Linked DNA regions of Mus musculus: regions 1 and 2 are each linked to region 3. A link is a contact called in public Hi-C data. All regions are on one chromosome and are shown on one strand. Each heading gives the region's core, a stretch centred on a gene start, on an enhancer-like site or on the middle of the called end of the contact. The rest is flanking DNA. Distances are from core to core; before and after follow the strand shown. Region 1 has its middle 16 kb from the start of Gm32441. Region 2 has its middle 55 kb from the start of Nhlrc2. Region 3 overlaps Casp7 (caspase 7).

Evidence for each region. Hi-C and Micro-C count contacts between places; a contact is called where the count stands out from the background.
Region 1: a contact with region 3 is called in a Hi-C map of cerebral cortex, with 2.8 times the contacts expected there. The contact joins two enhancer-like sites. A contact is called at or near these places in 1 of 15 datasets of contacts at CTCF or cohesin (large pre-B cells), 1 of 484 Hi-C or Micro-C datasets (cerebral cortex), 3 of 115 datasets of contacts at active chromatin or transcription factors (VIP interneurons, astrocytes and kidney) and 2 of 9 other capture datasets (adipose tissue and pancreatic islet).
Region 2: a Hi-C map of uterus shows a contact between it and region 3, with 4 times the contacts expected there. The contact joins two enhancer-like sites. A contact is called at or near these places in 12 of 484 Hi-C or Micro-C datasets (B cells, the G1E-ER4 cell line, bone marrow-derived dendritic cells and 7 more), 2 of 115 datasets of contacts at active chromatin or transcription factors (cardiomyocytes and embryonic stem cells) and 3 of 9 other capture datasets (adipose tissue, embryonic stem cells and pancreatic islet).

The regions. Positions count from the first base shown.
Region 1 is chr19:56,646,138-56,650,714 of GRCm38.p6, forward strand. No RefSeq gene overlaps it. Among named protein-coding and RNA genes, the nearest start is that of Gm32441, 16 kb to the right of the region's middle. Within about 2 kb of position 1,819, at least 19 of the 459 cell types and tissues checked have an H3K27ac peak or open chromatin away from gene starts, as enhancers often do. A contact at or near this core is called in cerebral cortex, where this site is marked.
Region 2 is chr19:56,600,755-56,605,533 of GRCm38.p6, forward strand. It overlaps a transcript of Nhlrc2 not described here. Among named protein-coding and RNA genes, the nearest start is that of Nhlrc2, 55 kb to the left of the region's middle. Within about 2 kb of position 1,302, at least 41 of the 459 cell types and tissues checked have an H3K27ac peak or open chromatin away from gene starts, as enhancers often do. A contact at or near this core is called in uterus, where this site is marked.
Region 3 is chr19:56,420,966-56,425,730 of GRCm38.p6, forward strand. The region is part of intron 2 of Casp7 (caspase 7); the gene reads left to right. Among named protein-coding and RNA genes, the nearest start is that of Casp7, 26 kb to the left of the region's middle. Within about 2 kb of position 2,241, at least 44 of the 459 cell types and tissues checked have an H3K27ac peak or open chromatin away from gene starts, as enhancers often do. A contact at or near this core is called in cerebral cortex and uterus, where this site is marked.

The DNA of each region.
Region 1 (4,577 bases), core at 569-3,068, 220 kb after region 3:
CTCTTATGGGTTGGATGTGAAATTTGTGTGTCTGAAGTTTGTTCCCAGTTAGTGATACTGTTTTGGAGTCTTCTTTATTCAGTTTTTTTAAAATTTGTTATGGTGTGTGTGTGTGTGTGTGTGTGTGTGTGTGTGTGTGTGTGTGTCAGTGTAGGCACAGGCATGTCCTGGTGTGTATGTGTAAGTCATAGGACAACATTAGGGAGTCAGTTCTCTCTTTCAGTTGTTGGTTCCAGGGATCAAAATGGGTCATCGGGTAAGGGATTACCCCTTAGGAAGAATCCATTCATTGAAGTCAAGGCACGTGTACTCAAGACCTGCCTTCCTGCTTGATGCCTGAGTGGAGACACTCTGACTTGCTTCTGCCAGACAAGCTAAACCTCTAAAAGGAACTAAAGAAGAGGGACTACCATAGGGCAACTATGGACCATCTATGACGCCAGCTAAAAGTCCTTCCGACTGGAGGCTCTCCAGAACCATCGCAACTTGGATTCCTGCACTGTTTTACAAAAGTATCTTCTATTTTGCCTGATGTAATTGTCATCACAGAGGCTTACTGCTAAGTAACCTCCCCCTCTCTAGTTCTTTCTAAACTCTGACTGGCTGTTTCAACTCAGCTGCTCTGGCTTGAACTCCTCTCCAAGCTGACTGATCCAATCTGGCTTCTCTCAGCTTCTCACGGAATTGCTCTGCTTGGCCTCAAACGAACTCTGGCAATCTGTTCTAATCTTCTGGCTCCTTCTTATTCTCTGGCTTCAACGGTCTCTGCTAACCTACACTGAACTGCACAGACTCACAGACTCAATTCCTTTGCACTGCCTCCCAACTGACTGACTCTCTCTCTCACTGTGCTATTCTCAAATAGCCTCTTTCCTGTGCCGTTCCTATCATAGTTGGGCATATCCTATCTCTGACCGATTCTGTCAAATCTTTCTCTGATCGGTCACTTTGTCTGGCCCTCATTAGACAACCCTTTCAAACATGGCTGCCTTCTTCTACAAACCAATTTTACCTTAAATAATGTGTACTAAGGGCACATCTATTCCAGCGAGAGGGATCAACGGTGTGTGGTGTGTTTACATTCCAGTCAGATCTCAAAGATCTAGGTCTTTGGATGTGATCCCTTGCCAGATCAGCCATGTTGCTGGAATAAAATTCTTCTACATTATTTTAAGTCCAGGGCCAGAGCAGAGCCTGAGACAGGATCCCCAGACATGTGAGTTGTGAGGGAGACAGCCTTTCATAATGGTGAAGAAAGGAGGAGCTAAGGCAGGTTTTTCAGATAAAGCTGAGTTGTGACCTGAGGCCACTGGAGCATTCTCAGGTGGTTGCCATGACATCATTTGGGGCAAGAGAGGCCTCTGAGCTGACTCATCACCTGGCTACCACTTCCCTTAGTGGGGCTGACTTCTTACATCACATCATCTTGGGAGGAAGGCCCTGCATGGTGAGAGAGAGTGGCTAGCTATCTTCTGCAAGAGTGTAACATCTGCATGACGCGCGTATGCAAACCACCCACAGGCTAGTGATCTGAAGTGGTTGCTTCTAGAGACAGAAATAAACTACAGTCCAATTAGGAAGAGGTTTCCTGGCTTTGAGATGATTCCAGCAAAGAACTTTCCAGTGTGAAAAGGGAGTCTGGGACTTAAGGTAAATAACGATTTACCAAAAGGCAGCTTGAGAGTAGACATGAAAACATGCGCATAGCGCTTCTTTAAAAACCAGAGAAAAATAACTGTATGTGTGAGCTGGCTGCCTGCAAAACCCCATATTGTGAGACTCCCTCTGATGAGAATCAGCACCAGGCAGACAGTTAAACATTTAGAATCTTCTTGGATGGGTTACAGCTCTGCCGTTTGCATCTGTTTTTGCTTCACAGTCTGCTGGGACAGGATGAAGTTTTTTTTTTTTTTTTTTTGGTATATATTATTTTTTATTTGACAGATTTGTCCACCTGTCTTTGGAGCCTGTGGTCATTTAGTAGGTGGTGGGGGTGAGGGTGTGGAGGGGTGGGGGTGGAGGTGGGGGTGATCTGGTTGTGAATGCCTTCATCCAAGCCATTCATTCCAGAGGTTAGGGGCCCCTTACCCTGCCCTGCAGCTCCTATAGCAAAGAGAATGGCTCACAGAAAACTTGACTAATGATTGTCCAGGTTTTGTTGCTGCTGTTGTTATTGTTGTTGTTGTTGTTGTTTGATTGCTTGATTTACGATCTTCATGGGATACACAGTGGCCGGCCTGCTGTGACATTTGAAATAGCTTAAGAGTTTAGGGATGACTTGTGCTTGAAGATCTGAGAGACAGTGGCTGTTTGTTGACAAAGTGGGTGGCGTGTTAGGATAGGACGAGATCATTGGAGATGCTGTGGCAAACAACATGAAGCCAGAATGAAGGTATAGGTGTGGCCACTGTCATAGTGGGAACCTTGATCATCACATCCGGGCTTCCCTTTGCTCTTTCAGAACTTACGGGAAACAGAGCAGCACAGACTCGTGTGGTAGAATCCTCTCTGCTTCTTCATTACTGAATACCAGGCCTTGCCACACTTTAGTCAGCCCATGGTGACTGGGGCTTCTCAATCTCCAGGAGTCAGCATCTAAGGGTACACAACATTTTGGGGTACTAGGGGCCAGCCAGTGAGGACCCTAAATCACAGGAATCAAGGAGTCTACTCTGCCAAAGTTCACTGTCAACTGTCTCATGGCCTCAACAAAAGCACCTCTAAACAGTCATAAGGTGCTAGCACTGGGGGGCCCAGGGGGAAAGACTTTACGATCTTCAAACCAAGGCAGGCCAGGTTGGTGCCATGGGGAGATTGTGACCTGCCTCATCCAGCCTCACACACAGGTGCTAAAGGGACACTCTGGATCCCTCTAGGATCTCTCAAGGACTTTGGGGACCAGAGGCCTAGCCTAATGTAACCCCATCTGCTACAAGGAGACCCAAACCCAACAGAGAAAGTCCCCTTTCTAAGAAGCACAGTGATTCTAAGTCCTTCCTCCCCAGCCTTCTTGCTAGAGGCACGCCCCTTGTGTTATCATCTCTCATCTGTCACTGCTCCGCAGTAAGTGCTAGGCCTGGCAGCCATTTGTTTTCAGACCCCGTTCTCTTCAATCCCACCCTCCCAGCTTCTCTGCAAGGCCCTTACCCTACCTGTATGTGATCTGGGATGGGGGGCAGACTGGGGACAGCCACTGTTTACCTTGTTGAGGCAGAGGACAAGGTGGCTTCCTTTGTTGGCTGTTGCTAGTTGTTAGGAAATAAAACCCTGGGATTGGCAAGGAGGCTATAGAAATGGACAGAACCACCTTCCGTGGAGGTAGTCTCAGACTGCAGACAATGAGACAGAAAAATGACAAAGCGGGCATTGTTCGCCTGCAAGCTTCTGCATCTACTGCCTTTCATACACCGGTCTGAGGAGGCCTTGCTCCTGACCGGCTCTCCCTTCTTGTGTTCCGTTTTCTTGCCTCCTGTTCTCTGTCTTTGGCCTCTGTCACTCATAGCTGTCCTTATAACTGATTCTAGCTGTAGAATGTCTTCTGTCTGTCTGTTACCTTTTTCTTCTTCCTTCTGTTCTCATCTGTTGCACAAGTGAAGTGCACTCACTATACATACATGTATATGTGCGCTCTCATACCGGATTACAGTCACAGAACCGCAGAGCGCCACAATAGAAACATGCACACGCTATACACACATATACAGACGTGATGGAGTACAACTCTTCCAGTCCTACACAGTTCACATAGTCATACACACACACACACACACACACACACACACACACACACACTCCACCCCTTCCCTGCTGTAGCCAAGCTAAGTAAACTCAGAGGTGACTAGCTCTATACCCATAGGCTTGGTGACACCTTTTGTTGATTGGTGGCCATGGAGTTGTAATTGGACCATGGATCATATAGGTCAATAAGCTCATCTGCAGAACTGAACCAGTTCCAGCCAAATCACCCGCTGGAAATGAAGTCGTCTGAGCAGGTGGTGACCTTGGCAGCTGCAAAGACTTCTAAGACATGGAACTTCTCCAGTGGCCTTTGAAGATGGTTGTGTTGAGGGCTTGGTGGCCGTTGTTCCTGCGGGTCTTCTGACCTTGGGTAGCCAATAAACATTATAGGATGGAGACGTGAGATGGCAACCATGCTGGAGCGTCGCTTCTCTGGTGTGAAGGTTCTCTGGGAGAGATTCAGGGTCCATGACTCAAGCTAAGAGCAGAGTGACAGGTCTGCTAGGTCAAAGTTCAAGTTCTAAGGGATTTGAGTTCTATCACGGCTCTGTTAGAGGTCAGATGCCTTTAACACCAGTGTCAGTCAACATCTTGAGGCCTTGGCTTCTTATCTCCCCTGCCAGTGACCCACAAGTCAATTTACTGACTGGAAAAAAAAATCTATGCAGAAAGTTCTTTGTCAGGGTTGAAAAATAACAAGAAGCTGTAAAATATTTTATTTCTTTTTAACATAAGCAGGAAACGCAGAGTTTAGAGTTCCCTGTAAGTCAGTAGATTGGGAACATTTATTGTCAAAATGATTTTATAATCACTGACCATAGTATTTGAGCTGAAAAAAA
Region 2 (4,779 bases), core at 52-2,551, 180 kb after region 3:
TGCCTAGAACAGGACCTAGTATGTGGGTGCTGGCTGACAGCAGCAGAGCTTAACCGAGGCTCCCTACAGTGTGGAAAGTGGGGACCTACCCCCCGGCCTTCAGACGAGGGCAGAAGGAGGCTTACCTTCATTGAGTTCTCGCTCCCTGCTGGGAGTTTCCCTTCTGTGTGCTGACCACACGCAATCCTCACAACAGCCTTAGGATAGAGTCCCTCCTCCTTGAACAGTCACATCAGCACTAAGAGTGTACACAGAGGAAGTGGACAGCTGTCTGCCCCACTGCCTACTCTGTCGTCTCCCAAACTTGCAAGGTCACATATTTCATTCCTTCATGTAGTAACTTATCAGTCCAGAGGATTCCAGGAGCCCTGGGAATGCGTGTTTGTAAAATTCATTTAAATTCATTAAAGTCATTCAACTTACATGACTTCTCATAGATTCTTATCATCTGGGCCTTGGAATGGTCTATATAATCATTGGTTCCCAGAGGATTTTCTGTGCCCTTAATTTCAGTGACTATCCACAGTTTTTTCTTGGCAGGAGTATGTGTAGACATCCCAGTTAGCTCAACAGGACTGTCCCAGCAGCCAGTCCACCATAACGAGCATGGCTGGTGCAGGCCTGGAGACGTCTACCCATATCGGACACAGTGTGTTTTGTGAACCAAGTGAGGTGTAGAGGAATAAAGTCCTCTGCCTTCCTGCAGCCTTAATGGTCTGCTGTGCAGGCTCCCTGGTGACTCAGGAGTTGTTCCTGAAATCAGCGTGGCAGTGTGAGACAAGATGTCCTGCGTGTGCCAGTGGTGGTTTTTAGGGGCATCCCAGTGCAGCGTCTGTCCATTGTGAAGTAGTGTGGTCGTGAAGCAGTACTATGGTTCAGTGAGCAGCGCACTACATGGGTCAGAAATGACAGTGTGACAGAGTCACATACCTTGAGGCAGACCTGCGTGATAATCACCAAGATTGCTTTTTCCACCCGTGTTTCAAAGCCGACATGAAGAATGAGCCCTCGCCTGAGTCACTGTTTTAACCTGGCTTAATAGAATTTCCTTTTTCCAGTTTCTTTGCGTTAGGGTAATAGACAGAATGGTCGTTAAAGTTAGAGGCTTGGTAATCAAGCGAGGTGGCATTCTGTGGCTAATCAGCCTTGTCTCCTGCCTGTGCCGGCTTGTGTAGGCTGGCGCCTTGGCTCTCGGGTGGCCGCTATGAGCACACAGGCTGGCCCAGAATAGGACACAGCCCTGCCTGCAGGCTCTGCTAGGATAGCTTTCGCCATGGCGTGGTGCTTTGGTTTAATCATTGTCAGAGGTCAGAGTTGAAAACTAAAACCCTAGACGCTTGTGGAATGTGCGTCTAGGTGTAGTTACTCATTGTGTGGTGTGTCCTTTGCTCCCCTTGCACGTCACTCCTGTGTGCCTGTGGACACTGCTCTCGACAGCCTCCCGACCCAAGGAAAGAACCGCAAGGACTTTCCAGTACACTTCCACCTGTGGCCGCCCTCAGCTGTGGGTTAGAAATAAACACTGGACCTACATACTAGAGTGCCTGGCCTGGCTCAGACGTGGGCGTGAGCAGTGTTGCTGTTTGAAAGTGAAATCTGAAGCTCTAGTAACTCTTGGGTTGCTTAGTTTCAGCTTTCCACATGGAATAAATAAAACAAAATAAAACAAAAGGGAGGTGAGGTTCCGCCCTCTGAGATACAGACTCTTTAAAGAGGATTTTTATTATTCTGAACCTAGTTTCATGAGAAAATATGTTGAGATAAATAAGATCAAACAATCAAATGATGCCAGTGGGGATGAAAGCACATACGTTCCTAGTGTAGCCATTGGGGTATCTTCTATTTTAAAGACTGCTTGTCTCTATTTTTAGTTCCACCAGAAACATAATTGTTGGCACAGGGTTGGAATGTATTGTCGGTGCATGCCTGTGATGTCATCATTGCAAGTTACCCTCAAAAACTAAGCCAGAGCCCCAACTCAGCCCGTGACCTCCGCCCTCAGCTACAGAAACAGCTGTATTCCTGTCGAGCCTTTGCTGAGGAGCTGGGCTTCCACAGGGACTCAAGTGGGGAACGTGTTGCAGTGATCATTTTTCTAAAATTCCTAGTAATTTCTCAGTGTTCTACAGCAGAGAACAGGACCCCGTGTGACTGACTTCAGATTGGCTTCTCTTTGAAGTAGGGCTTCCTCACTGTCCATGGGCTGATGGTATAGCTTTAGGTCTCTCTGTAAGAGACGCCGTTACTGTCATTACTTCACGCCTTAAGGAATCAAGACCTCCACCAGTCTGTTACTCCTTCAAGGTATGCTTCATGGATGATCACGTTAGAGACTGTTGCCATCTTGTGTGGGTAAATGATGTCATTTGTGAGCATAGAGGTGCTCTGCTGTGAGGATGTCATGCCTAAACAATGCAGTGGAAATCCAGTATACAAGTTCAGATACTGGTATTTCTAGACATGGCTTAGTCCTGAAAGAATTTCCTTGCTATGCATTTTAAAGTGTTTGTAGATGGATTAATATATTTTTATGCAATGTATTTTACACTTATTTCTAGACCAAACTCTTCAGTGGCTTCTTCAAGTGCATTATTGGGTGGATAAGAGCTTGACGGCTTCACTAACTCGAGGAGCGTGGAGCCAAGCGTCTGGGAAGCGTGTGTGTTCCTACTGTACTTGCAAACCTAAAGCTCTTCCAAAGCTTTGTACTTTTTTTCCATGAAACAGATTAAATATTTTTCTCTCCAAAGTTGTGTTTCTGTCTTGAATATTCTCTGTATTTTAAGTATATCACTGATTTTACTACTTGGAAACTTGTAAGCTGGGGCTGGATAAATGGCTTAGTGGATAAAGCTTGGAGTTTGGGGTCTCTGCACCACATAACCACTGAGCTTGTGTGGGTGACCAGAAATTAGGATCCTCTCATGGAGTTTTTAGTCTCATTTATCTGGGGGTTTAGAAATGGATTCAAATGGAAGCATTAGGACAACTTTATTAGCGGCTAAAGAGAAACCTCAAAGGGGCAAGCTGTGAGCCTTAGCAGCTGCCTGGAGGAGGGAGGAGGACAGAAGGAGAAAGCCATGGATGCTCGCATGGAAGGCACGCACATGGAGGGGAGGAAGCAGTAGAGAAAGCAAGGAAGCCCAAGATGCTGAGGAAAGTGATAGGAAAAGCATCCCTAGAACGGAGAAGAAAAGGAAAAGCTGTTCTTGGGCAATTCAAAATAGCACACAGATGCAGGCTTGGACCTTTTTCTGACTATGGCTCCTAAGCTGCTGCAGTAGGGGCAGGGACTCTGGGAAGTAAGAGGTGTAGTAGCATCATATTAAAGCTCTAATGATTCCATCCAACTCTTCAGCATGTCTTAAGGTAAGCCACCTTCCTGGGCCTGGAAGTCAGAGTGATTGAAGCAGCCCACCTGGAATGTTAGGTCTCTACCCAGGTCCAAGAGTCTGTTCTCATAAGTAGGAAAAAATTTTTAAAGATTTTATTTATTTAATGCGTATGAGTTTACTGTAGCTGTCTTCAGACATACCAGAAGAGGGTATCAGACCCAGCTACAGATAGTTGAGAGCTACCATGTGTTTGCTGGAAATTGAATTAGTCAGAAGAACAATCAGGGCTCTTATCCTCTGATATACTCGGCTGCTTAGGAACCTATTTATAACAGAAAGGCTCATTACTTTAGCCAAGGTACACAGGGATACCCAGGCACGGCAACTGCATTTAAACACTGAGTGTCCGTTTCCACCCAAGTCTGAGGGGAAGTGCGGGGTCGTGCATCCAGAGGCCCTGTGGATGACACCAAGTCCTAGCCAAGTGCATGGGAGCCAGTAGATTCTCAGGCTCTCCAACTCTGTCAACAGTGAAGTCTTGACCTGCAGTCCTAGGGTGTCATCTCATGGTAGTGCAGATCGCCGACAAAACTGGGTTCTTTTCTTTTTGAGACAGCTCTCTAGGTCTGACCTAGAACTCAATGGTCCTTCTGTCTCAGCCAGAATAATACAGTAGTCACTTGCAGAAACTGATTCAGTCCAATGTTTGTGTACATACACAAAAATGTTTTAGCACATAAAACAAGACAAAAAACCAACAAATATTAACGGCCTAAATATTTGCCGGTAGTGAGATATTAAGGAGCAGGTCATCCATCGAGGAGACTAAACCAGTTATGGTTAATATAACTATGGGTGTGTGCTTGCACTTAAACATCTTCAGACAACATGTTTCAGAATACATATCATATTTTTGCTTTTCAAAATTAAGCATGCATGCACATATGTGCGTTTATAAACAGACTTTGCTTTGCAGTTATAGAAGACTATAAAATTGTGCAAGCCAGAAGTCATAGCATACACCAGAATTCTATGATGATGAGAGACCAAGGCACAAGAACCACAAGATTAAGGCCAACCTTGGTTTAAACAATTATTGGGGTTGGAGTTTTAGCTCAGTGGTAGAGTGTTTGCCTAGCAAGTGCAAGGCCCTGGGTTCGGTCCTCAGCTCTGGGGAAAAACAAACAAACAACAATAACAACAAAAACCAAGGTAACTGGTTAAACAATTGTCGAAGTTTTGTCTTTTACTGTTTATTGTAATGTTATTTGGTGGCCTCCAAGACCTGGAGTCTGCACTTAGCTTCTGGGAACCTTCCCCGAGTTAATTCTGGTTGGTAAATAAAGACATTAGCAGTCAGTAACTGAGGAGAAGAGACATAGGCAGGGTTTAGGTTTCCTAGGCTAGAGGCCTCGAGGAAGAAGAGAGAGGCAGAGCAGCCGTG
Region 3 (4,765 bases), core at 991-3,490:
TACTGTCTCACTGCTGTGAAGAGAAACGATGACTAGAGCAGCCTATAGAAGAGTTTATTGGGACTGACAGTTCCAGAGTGTGGGGAAGTCTTCGATAATCCTGGGGAGCATGGCAGCAGGCAGGCATGGTGCTGGAGCAGTAGCCGAGAGCTTGCATGTTGAGGCAACAGCCATGATGCAGAGAGAGACCTAACTGCTTATGTCATGGACTTTTGAGCCTCACCCCCAGTGACACTCCTCCAACAAGGCTATACCTCCCAATCCTTCCCAAACAGTTCCAACAATCGGGGACCACTGATTGGGGTCAAATATGTGTGATGATGGGGGCCATTCTCATCCACCACTGATGGATGGGTGGACAGACAGACAGACGGATGTCTTCAGACACACCAGAATAGGGCATTGGACTCCATCACAGATGGTTGTGAAGTACCATGTGGTTGCTGGGAATTGAACTCAGGACCTCCAGAAGAGCAGTCAGTGCTCTTAACCACTGAGCCATCTCTCCATCTCTCCTGGGGTTCTGTTTGTTTTTCAAGACAGGGTTTCTCTGTGTAGCCCTGGCTGTCCTGGAACTCACTTTGTAGACCAGGCTGGCCTCCAATTCAGAAATCCACCTGCCTCTGCCTCCTGAGTGCTGGGATCAAAGGCATGCACCACCACTGCCCTACAGTCTCAGGGAATTTGGAAGCCCATCATCACTGGGTGCGGGTGCTCTGGGGAGTGTGGCTGGCCCCTCAGGATATCCCTAGCTACACAAGCGGTGCCTTCTCTCCCCATCCATCCCTTATCTAAGGCTTCACATCAGGTAGGATAGTGGCAGGAGACAGTAGCACTCCACAGCTGTCCCTAATTAAGAACTGAATTACCCAAGATACTCTTGAATGTAGTGTTTGTTCGTGTGGCTGTGTCTGTCTGATGGCAAACGTTTGTCAGGGAATCAATGTCTAGTGTCGTTAGTGCTCGCTGCCCTTCCCGTTCAGTGTTGAACCCCAAACCTTCCTTTCCTTTTAAGTTAGGGGGCGAGGGGTTCATATCAGCAGCAATCATCAACCGACCAATGGGATCTACTTAGTGGGGACTGGATTTGGCCTGATCACACCACAGTGTGGCCATTTGGGTTCTTGTAGAGATTGCCTCAGTTTCTACCATCCCCCCAGCAACTGCTTCCTACCTGATCGAGAGAGACCTGGAGACCCCTGGTTGGAGGTCACTGGGTCATTCTGAAGTGGGGTGGGGGGGGTTTGAGGGCCCAGGGGCTGTCACTGCTGTGGGCAGTCCTTGCCCCTTGTAGATCCAGCCTTAATGTTTGACATCTCAGGAAACGCAGACCCTGCACAAAGTGTATATCAGAGCGATACTGTGAGGAGTAACAAGCATAGGCTTACCAAAGGGAATGAGCTAGCACATCACGTCTGCCTGTTACACTGATCTGAGTGCACCCTTACAAAACTGAATGTACCACAGATCTGGGACAGTTTTGGAACTTGTATGCACCCTAGCAGCTTGTGTGAATTTTTATACCAGCACTGTTTTATTAATTATATAAAATAGAAAAATAGAAAGAAAAAAAAAGAGCCGAATTACCCACTCACTCCCACTGTAAGGCTGGAAGAGTTCTCAGAGCCCGTGCTGGGAAACCTCATCCCCCCCACCCCCCCAAATGCCTGGTGTCCCCAGAGTTAAGCCCTTCACGTCCTCTTGCCCTTTTGTGTTGTGACCACTAGATGGCAGAGCCACATTGTTTTATTCTATTTTGGTACCACTGGCCTTTAATATTCCAAACTGTCCTTTACTTAAAGTTCATATATTAAAATGTCTCTCTAACTTTCTGATTATTAAAAAGCATTTATGAAACACAGAAAAACACAAAAGGAAAAATAACAAAGAGTTTAGGACTCGTAAACCGTGACTCCTAAGCCCTCCAGAAGAAATCACTAAGGCAGTCTCCATTAAATATGAATTACAGTTGATAGCACAAGGCCCGGTGCCCTCAAGGTCCTGAACGGAGCCCTCTCTGAATGCAACAGTGACCCTTGAGCAGCTGGAGGCCATTAGCGGCCATTAGCTGTCTGTGAGCCATGCAGTCTCTGCCTGGGCCGTGAGTTAAATTTTTGTAGAATGCTTGGGCGTATCCTCAGAAAATAAAATGTATAAAATGCTGAGCGTAGGACTAGGAGCCTGGAGAGGATGGGGAAGGAAGCCTGAAGAGGAACAGAAATTTGAGGGCATCGCCAGGGGGCGCTGGAGGGCAGGCAAGATGAAATGGTTCTGCCTGGAAAATTGGGTAAGCCACCAGATAGGCATGGAATGGTCTTGATGGAGTGAACACTGGAAGTCACTGGGGGTGCAAACCAAGAGCGGTCTGCCCACCCCCGGAAAACACTGCATTCTAACATGTCACTTGCCAAGTCAGAAGCTCAAGTGAACGTCACACAAGGTCAGAATTCAAGGAAACACTGCGGAGTAGTGAACAGACTTCACCCAGTTGTCAGTCCCCTAGGCTTCTCTGGCCCTCCCTCGTCCCCGGCTGAGAGTCTCCGTGCCCATCTGAGGCAGAGGACAGGAGCAAAGGCTGCCTCTCTGAGTCGGATAAACTCCTTTCTGCAGGCTCGAGTCACGTGGCCCTTCCATCCTTCGTCCCCTAGGGAGTGTTTAGTAAATGGCACTTGGTTATAATTCTTTTTCCCATCCTGTAGTCTGGGTTTCTCCACGAGCATGTGTTATATATAAACAGCTCCCTATTTAAAAATGTGTTGCTTGTGTAATTATAAGAGCGATCAGGTGGCTGCTGCCTTCGCTTAGGGGGAAAGAAGGGAGCTCCAAGGGAACAATGCTTGTAATTAATAGACGAGAAAGACGAGGCCGAGCTGTCCCCCCCACCCCTCCCTTCCAAGGGCTGTGTGCTAAATCAAGCATGCTGGAGCCTGTTCCTGCGCAGGCAGAGGCACCGCTGATCAGAAGGTGCCGGGACTGAGCACCCTAAAAGATCAGAACTTTAAATTAAACCCAGAGCATTTAGTTTTCAGTATAAAAACCTTCCCCTTGAGCTCTAGCGTACTGGGCGCCTGCGTCCCAGTTTTATTTTAAAGTTATAAAGATTTGTCAACAAATTGGACTTCCAAAAATGCCAGTGGAGGTTTGGTGGACTCAGACAGGCTCTGCTCACGTCCTGGCCCGGTCTCTCACTCACCATTTGGGAGACTGTGGAAACCGCAAGGTTATCTTAACCTCCATTTCTTCATATTCTTCCTGTGCACTGGGTTGAGAATTTAATAAGGAGACTCAGCTTTTTTACTTCTCGAATGTAGCTGATGAGGAAGAGATGGCCTCTGGAATGAAGACCCCCCCCTGACGAGGTGATTGTGATTTGTCAGACTCATTTCTGTATGAAGAAGAAGAATACTCTATTCCCGTTGTCACCAGCAAAGGTGAGGTCGCCCAGCAGGTCCTCGGTGGTGAGGTTGCAGGCCCAGCTCGGAGCACAGTGTGCCCAACCATTCGTCAACCATAGGTCAACCCATACATCCACCATCCATCAAATGTCACTCACAGCTGCAGACGGAGCGGTTCAGGACTGGAGATGGTGAGCCCTTCTGGGTCCTACAGTCATCCACACACATTACTGTCTTCCACACTGCCTGTCTGTGGTATTTGAAGACAATTCTCCGCACCGTTTCCTCCCCTGAATGATTTTTCCTGAAGTCTTCTGATGATTTTTATTGTTGTCGGTCTGTCTCCGCCTCCTGTTTTGGTCAGGGGAAAGGAAGGAAAGAGACACGGGAAGGTTAGTTAATGTTTGGAGAAAGGAATTTGCTCTTCTCTTTTAACTCTTGGAATGTACGTCGCTTCTCTGCATCTGTCCTTCACACACTGTGAGAAGAGCTCTGTTAACAGTAGAGGATGGCAGGTAACCACAGGGACACTGTGGCCACCACCTGACTGTCACCTGCTTCCCCTTTCAGTGCCTGTAACACTCGTCGAGCCCTGGGGCAGCCATCAAGCAGTTTGCGTCCCGTGCCTTGGGTCCTTTCATGCACACTTTTTTCCCAGTTGCATTTGGAAGGTTGAAACTGGGAAATGTGATCACTTCTGGAAAGTGATTTCTTTATGCAAAACCCCCCTGGCAACCGGTCTTCCCCGAAGATGAAAGGACTTTGTAAACCCTGTCTGCTCATCCTAACCCTAGCCTAACTACCTTTGGAAGAAAGCCAACCTCATGAGCCTGGATGGACTGGCAGATTCCCCAGGAGCAATCGTCTTAGTTTTGCTCACTTACAAACCAATGTTGCTCGAAGCCTGGCACTGGGGTCAACCAACTGTCCATGTGTGTGAACATGCTTGGGGTAGCATTCTCACTTAGTCCATTCACAGAGCTCTGCCACACTATTCTGTGAACACTCTGCTGATGACCGTTCATTCGGCCACCCACCTGCTGCTCATTGTTCTTGAAGATAGCCTTCTGGCTTCGTGTGTGTGTGTGTGTGTGTGTGTGTGTGTGTGTGTGTGTGTGTGTGAAGTCTGGTCCTCCAACACAGACCCCGTGGTCACTTCCCCTCTGGATCTAGTACTTATCACTCTGTCCACAGGGAGCTGTCCCTGGGATGTGGGGGCCTCAGTGTGGAGGCTGGTCATTTCTGCCTGTCAGCAGGGAAGCCAGAGGCCAGTGTGACCTTCCCAGCCCCAGCCTGAATGTCCTATGGAAAACTCCAGCGGGCAGCTCACTGCTGATTCAGGCCTGGGCCTTCAGGGCTGCCTTCTGTGC